2 separate regions of the Mus musculus genome follow, and region 1 is linked to region 2. Evidence: chromatin contacts called from public Hi-C data. All regions are on one chromosome and are shown on one strand. Each heading gives the region's core, a stretch centred on a gene start, on an enhancer-like site or on the middle of the called end of the contact. The rest is flanking DNA. Distances are from core to core; before and after follow the strand shown. Region 1 overlaps Nrxn1 (neurexin I). Region 2 has its middle 170 kb from the start of Gm41653.

What was found. A called contact is a pair of places that touch in the nucleus more often than the background predicts.
Region 1: a contact with region 2 is called in a Hi-C map of cerebellar granule neurons, with 2.2 times the contacts expected there. The contact joins two enhancer-like sites. A contact is called at or near these places in 2 of 484 Hi-C or Micro-C datasets (cerebellar granule neurons and cerebellum), 3 of 115 datasets of contacts at active chromatin or transcription factors (embryonic forebrain, forebrain and large pre-B cells) and 1 of 9 other capture datasets (embryonic stem cells).

The regions. Positions count from the first base shown.
Region 1 is chr17:90,451,400-90,455,124 of GRCm38.p6, forward strand. All of the region lies in intron 17 of Nrxn1 (neurexin I), which reads right to left. Among named protein-coding and RNA genes, the nearest start is that of Gm32337, 8.7 kb to the right of the region's middle. Within about 2 kb of position 1,517, at least 9 of the 459 cell types and tissues checked have an H3K27ac peak or open chromatin away from gene starts, as enhancers often do. A contact at or near this core is called in cerebellar granule neurons, where this site is marked.
Region 2 is chr17:89,800,425-89,804,038 of GRCm38.p6, forward strand. No RefSeq gene overlaps it. Among named protein-coding and RNA genes, the nearest start is that of Gm41653, 170 kb to the right of the region's middle. Within about 2 kb of position 2,312, at least 2 of the 459 cell types and tissues checked have an H3K27ac peak or open chromatin away from gene starts, as enhancers often do. A contact at or near this core is called in cerebellar granule neurons, where this site is marked.

The DNA.
Region 1 (3,725 bases), core at 267-2,766, 650 kb after region 2:
GTTCATATTTGCGGGAAGAGATGAACTGACTTTAGTTGCTAAGATCTGTGAATGTTTTCTCCTTTCTGTATCTTCTGAAAATATTGAGAGGCTTTAAGCTAATTTTCTAAAGTATGCAGAACATTGGTGCTTAGGAATGCTGGGAGCTGAGCAGGGAACCTGAGCATAGCACTGACATCATTCTCTGCTCCACACATATGGCACAGCACAAAAGCAGTACTGGCTGAGCACACGGGTCTATTCTGGACTCCAGTTGGCTTTAATTATAAGCAGCCTTGCTTCTTATCATTTACAGTTACATAGTTCTCCACTGACTTAACTAAAAAAAAAAAAATTTATACAGAAGTTGTTTCACCATCTATGTTTTTAAATTCATACAAAATTGGGGAGGGGAGAGGCAGAAACTGTCTCCAAATCTGCTTCTCATATATATGCACTTAAGAAAATCCTCACCACAATCTTTGCAATTGGGTCAGCTTACACAAAGACATGTGTGGTAGACATGAGCTCCCTCTGCACCCGCAAACCTTGTAAGTGACACCTCATAATAGTGCAAATGAAGCATAGCATGAAAAAACATGAAGAAGAATGAACCTGGATCCAGCAGTTTCTAAAACATAAGAGACTAAATTTTCTCCCTTAGAATATGCTACCCAAGCTTTCCTTTCCTTACATACACTTAACATATATGTACGTACTCCTTATTAAAAAACAAACAGTCTTATGCTTCTCGGAAACTCTAAGACAACCAAACAGGCTCATGTATTTATCCACACATGCACATTTGCAAGAGTCACAGATTTTAAATGAAGCCTCCTTTTTAACTTGCCTTCATTTCCTAGTAGGAATTCATCACACTGTCATTTACCTTTTTGCTTTGCTTTCTCTCTCATCCATTAGGCTCAGCAATTCTTTCCTTGTGAGCCCTTTGTCCTAATAATTAGCTAAATATTCATCAAGCTTATTGACCCAACAAATTCGACTTCACCTCTTTCTATTAGGTTTCTCTCAAGCTCCCACCCTACGAGCCCTGCTCTGGGGCCCTCTGCTCTCCTTGCACACCCTGGTTTCGGAGTGCACCACCCTCAGACACCGATTTTTTCAGCCTAATGTTCTTAGCTTGCTCTCTATAGAATTGTCTCTTTTCTAGAGAAGGGAGGGGAGACATGTGAAAACTTCACACCTGTATTTTATTTAGGACCTTAAATTCTGACTGGTGAGTATGTAGGAATGGAGGGAGGTTTTACAAACAAATGTGGCCACATAAATAGCATTCTCTGAAAGAAAGAAAGTTCTCTGACCCTAAAGAATAATGCCTACTGTGGCCCATTCACTGTCTCTACCTGCCCATCTTGATTTCTCCTTTTCAATGATAGATGAGCCTGATTTTTCATTCACATACAGACAATCAGTCTATTCTGGAGGGAAATAAATGTTACCAAAGACCAGCAGAGGGCATCTGCCTGGGGTAGAAGCTACATTTGTAAAGGAGTGTCAAATTGCTACAGGGGCCCTTTTTGTCCTGTCACCTCCACAAGCCCTGTCCACATTCTCAGACCTTACCACTGGGTCACTCTGCAGAGTCAGACCCACAAGAAACTTATGTGCATATGAGATAATTAGCTCATAGCGCCCCACTGCTACAATTAGCCATCCCACACCCTCACATACCCCCATCTGGTACACCACTCCCACCCACCCACGCTCTGTCTGGCCCTCCTGTGCCCTGGCTCTCCTTCCTCCCACAGGAGTGGTATAATTCTGCACAAAGGCAGAGCAGTGGTTGAGGGCTACACTCAGGTAAGGTAGCAGTATGCTCCCCAGAATCTAGGGAGTCAGAGGGAAGAGCACCTGGAACTCTATGGTTTCCCAGGGATCTGCCCTCTGATATTATAGAAAGCCCTGGTTCGGGTTTTACTAGGTGTCTCTAAAGGAATTCCTTCAAGAACCAGGTGAGGTAAACAATCAATTATTTGGAGCCAATGTAAAGTGTGTCACTATTCCACTCCCAGTGAGGGGTTGCCAGGGTGACCTGTCTCTGTTCATTAGATCATGCTGTAGCTTTTCATGCCTAGCCCACAGGAGTCCCGAGGTAGGAAGTCTATCCCAGGAGAAGGGCCCGACATCATAGTACTAACAGTTGCCCCTGGGAGGGGAAATACATGAGAGGGAGTAGAGGATCCAAGGAGCAGAGTCTCAAAGGTGAATTGACTGCAAGAAAGAAATGGAAGAACAGCCAAAGAAAGTGATCACAGCGTCCAGCCTGCTGGGTAAATGAGTAGGTCTTACACTCAGAAGAGACAAAGAAAAAAGCCTCACAGGCACTGAGAAAGGGGGGGGGGGCGGGAAACCTGGCTGATTTTGTTATTTTATTTTTGGCAATTCGGTGAATCTGATATAGCTTTCATCTAAACATAAGAGGATACTGGCTCACAAGGCATTTCTCTACACTCAGATCTTCCCTAACAAACTGGAAAATAGGTCCCTTTTCCTGAAATTTCTCTTCTTCCAGGCAGAACTCCTGGCTTAGTCCAGGAAGCCTGCACTCCATGGAAAGAATTGCACAGAGGAGGGAGCTAGACTGGCGGTGTTCAGGAGACCAATCTTCAGGGAGATGGGGGTCTGTGAAGTCTCAGACCACTCCCATTGCATCTAGAGAATAATTCGGCCGTGTGTGTGTGTGTGTGTGTGTGTGTGTGTGTGTGTGTGTGTGTGTGTGTGTGTGTGTGTGTGGTGGAGAAAGGATGGTTTCCAGGAGGAGCTCTGTGTCCAGTAGGGACTGACGAAGATCAGAGAGGGTAGGTAGCTCACTGTACTGCTGCCTTATCCAAGTAAGACACACGTGGGGTAAGAGGGAATGGCCTCCTGTTGAGTGGGTGCCTAGTCCCGGGACCTCTTTCCTGGCACTGCAGTCTGGAAGCAGCGCTTTGGAGAGATGCACAGGTTCGAATGCTCACTGCTCGGGCCAGGAAAGATGGTCTGGAGGTGGGGCAGCGCTGCACAGACAAAAGGTTCTGCAGAGCCCTCATCTCTCTCCCTCAGTTACCTCTGTGGAGCGCGGCGCCCCATCTGGCCACTGAGTGACCTTCTGGCGAGAGACACCCCCTTTCAGCGGGGCCAGGCTCCCTGCCCAGGCTGGTCCTGTATTAGATGCCCACATCTCCCGGCACCTCGGCAAGGCACGCCCCTCCCACCCCTCACCACAAACACCCGCGCTGCCTTCACCCATCCCTTTCTATTGTCTTCAAAGAGATAAGTGGCTCCCAACAAGCACACCTAAATGCACCTCCCTTTTCTCTGGCTCCCACATCTTAGAGCCTTAAGGGCCGAGACGCCGCGATCAAGTGCAGGGTTGAAGAGGGGAAGCAAGAGGATAACCCGCAAGAACTTGGCATTGCAGACCCACCGTGTCCGCCTCGCAAGGATGCTGGTGACCTGTAGATTGCAATAGGCACTGAATGATGCTTGCTGCTGCCATGGAAATGGTGGATGTGGTGCGCTCCCAAACTGGATGCCCCCCAGGCCACTCCTAGGAGGCCGCTGAGGGTGAGCGGGACTATCCAGATCAGGGCCAGGCGCCCCCCTGCGCCGCCGCCACTGCCGCCCCCGGGCGATCCCAGATCGGCGCCGCACCGAAGCATCCTCTGGTACATGGCGGGGCGCCCGCCAAGGGGCAGCCGCCGCGGGAGGCAAAGTTTGGGGCACAAGAAGAGAAGAGGAAGCCG
Region 2 (3,614 bases), core at 1,062-3,561:
TTGTTTAAAGCAAAACACTGTGATTCTTTGGATTTCCTCATTGTTTCCTGTTATGTTTCTCTTTTCATTTCTGATTTTTGTGAATTTAGATATTGGGATTTTGCCTTTTAGTTAGATTCCATAAGGATTTGTCTATCTTGTTGATTTTATCAAAGAATTCTTTGTATTATTATCTTCCTTTCTAATTTGTTGATTTCAGCCCTGAGTTAGATTATCCCATGCCTTTCACTTTTCTTGAGTGTGTTAGTTTCTTTTTGTTTCAGAGTTTTAGCGGTGCTGGTAAATCGCTAATAAGAAATCTCTCCAAGTAAGTTATGAAGTGCTATAAACTTTCCTGTTATGACTACATTTTATTTCTCATAAGTTTGGGCATATTGTACATTCATTTTCATTGAATTCTACAAAATCTTGAATTTATTTATTTTTTCTTTGACTCAGTGATTAAGTGATCAGCAGTTTTAAATTCATATTATTTTAATGATGGTAGTGGTAGTGTGTATTTGTGTATGTATGTGTTGTCTTCCTTTGTTTTTTTTTTCTGGTGTTAAATTAATTATTTTTTGTATTTCTTGGGTTTTGTTACCTTTCCTGTGTTGGAGTTTTACTTCTAATATCTTCCATATGGCTGGATTTGTAAAAAATATAGTTTAAATTTGGTTTTCTCATAGAATATCATACTCTCTGATCTATGGTAACTTGAACATTTTCTGGGTAGTAATGTGGACTGACATCTGTGGGTTCTTAGGGTCCAGAAAAATCTACCCTTTTGCTTTGAAAGTCTTAATTGAGAAGTCAGGTATAATTCTGAAAGATATGTTTATATATGTTACTTGGTCTTTTATGTTACAGCTTTTAATAAGCTTTCATAGTTCTGCACTTTTAATGTTTTTATTATTGTATAGCAAGAAGATTTTATTTTCTGTTCCAATATATTTGGTATTGTCTAAACTTCTTGTATGTTTATAGGCAATTCTTTCTTTAGGTTAGGGAAATTTTCTTCTATGATTTTGTTGAAGATATTTTTTTAGGATTTTGTGTTGAGAATTTTCTCCTTCATCTAATCATAATATTTTTAAGTTTGGTCTTTTTATAGTGTCTCAAATTTCCTAAATGTCTTATGTCAAGAATTTAGTGATTCTGTTAGTTACAGACTACCATCTATAGTTCCTGTTCTCCTTCCTAGGTTTTCTATCTCCAGGAATGCCTCAGTTTAAATTATCTTTTCTGCTTTTATTTTCATTTTCAGATCTTGGACATTTTTATTTTCATTGCCTGTTTGATTATATTTTCCTGTATTTGACTAAGGATTTATTCATTTCTTCTTTAAAGGTCTCTATCAGATTTCTAAGATTGAATTTAGGGGCTGGAGAGATGGTTAAACAGTTAAGAACACTGACTCTTCTTCCAGAGGTCCTGAGTTCACTTCCCAGCAACCACAACCATCTATCTGTAATGGCATTCGATGCCCACTTCTGGTATGTCTGAAGAGAGTGACAATATACTCACACACATTTAATTAATTAATTAATTAATTAATTTAAAAAGATTGAATTTAGGATCATTTTCTTGTACTTCAAGTGTGTTAGGATATCCAAGGCTTGATAGCTGGGCTTTGGTGCTATCTTCTTGCCTTAGCTCTTCTTGATGGTGTTTTTATGCTAGCCTTTAGCCATATGCTTGCTCTGGGTGTTGGATGGTTGATTTTCACGCCAGCAGGCCTCCTCAGAAAGGAGGAAGAAATATGTATGTGTCATACAATGGGGGTTAGTGTGCAGTGCACAGCTTACCTATACTTGCTGTGCCCCAGGTGGACCCAGCTGGCAAGTGATTGCTGGTCAGGTTTCCAGTTGGTTGTTCCTTAAGCCCACAGAGGCCTCTACAGGGAAGCAGGATGCTCTTGGGTTTCCAAAGGCTTCTTGGCATGGAAGGGTGAGCTGAGAGCCAGACACTAAATGTCAGGGGACTGCAGGCAGCTCACCTCTGCTGGCTGTGCTCCAGGAGGACCCAACTGGCCTCATTTTCTTTCATTGCTTTTACAATTTTATTCTGAGGTTAATTTCTCACTTAAACAATTTAATCGTTTTAAAAATCTTATCCACTTCCATGCCATACTCTCAGAGTGATAGTTTGAATGTCTGAGAAATATTTGACATGCTTATTTTTTTCACATTTAAAAATTTTAACCTTTAATTAATTTTATATTACCATCCAAAGTGGTAGATTTTATTATATAATTTTTAGACATATACACCACACTTTGTTCTTCATTTTCTGAGTCACTTTTCCCAGTTCTCATTCAGATTGCCAAGTGCTCTTCATGTTCCTTTTTATACACTGTATGATCATAGAATTCTGCTTAACATTTAGGAGCTCCTTGGAAGAATTCTTACTTTTCCAGTCTTCTTTGCAGGTAGGCATGCTTTGAGGGTCTCCCTGACAATCTGCATGGGTGTAGTTTGCATTTTGTGTTCCTCTTTTTCTGTTCCTTGATGTATAAATACAAGGCTAGAAAACTGGTGATTATTTAAGTTCATAATCACACTTTGAAACTTGGATCACTGACTATCCTGGTAGCATCCCTGAAGTACCAGAATACCTATGTGCTTTAGTGTAAGAGGTAAATAATTTTTAGCCTTTCTATTCAGCCACTGTTGTTATGATTTTTTTTAACTGAAATTGAGACTCAGGTAGTTTTCTGTTTTGTCTTTCTTTTTCTCTTTACCTTCTTTCTTTTGATCATTTGTTCTTTCCATTTTTCTTTCTTTCACTACTCTTCCATTTAAGATCACATAATATATAATTCCATAAATTCTTGATTTTTTTCTTCATTTGATTCATGTTTGGCAGTAATATTTACTCAGGCAGATTCTACTGTTCTAGAAGAGAGTTACCTTGTATTATTTTCTAAGATTTTTCCTCTCTAAGCTGTGTTCTATTAGCAAAATTTTGTTTATCTACAGCACAAAACCTGGGGTATGGGTATAGAGTGGTTGCAGCAGACATGAGAAAAATGTTAGAGATGGGGAGACTGGCTATAGCATTAGATGTTCTTTCTACCTCTTGCAGGCATGCAGTCATGGGCTGATTGTTGAGCCATTATTCATTCTCTCATTTGTGAAGGAACAAAGAACCAGTAATTTCTTAGCTGAAGTTGAAGGTTAAATTTTGGGGGAAAACCAAAACCAAAACCAAAACCAAAACCAAAACCAAAACCAAAACCAAACCATAAAAGAATTAGACTTTTACCTAGTGCATCCAGAGTGCTGTGGTAGAGTAGAGGAACTGGATCATCAGCATCAGCATCACCATCAACCTGACTGGAACTCTGTGTACTTAGTATTTGTTAAATATTGTGTGATGACTATTTGCCTACTAGTCAAGGATACACTCACTGTTCTACAGGAAAGCAAGCTGCAGTCTCTGACACTCTGTAAAGCTCAACCAATCTTGGCAGTGAAAATGGGTTTTAGTCATTAGCAACTCTAACAGGGCTGTGTAAATTGAAATCAAATTCCTGAAGGAAATAGCTAATGATACTTTAAAGATATTGAGAGCATTAGTAGGAGATAGTACATGTAACTATTTCATGTTACTCATGTTTGTTCAACCAAAGG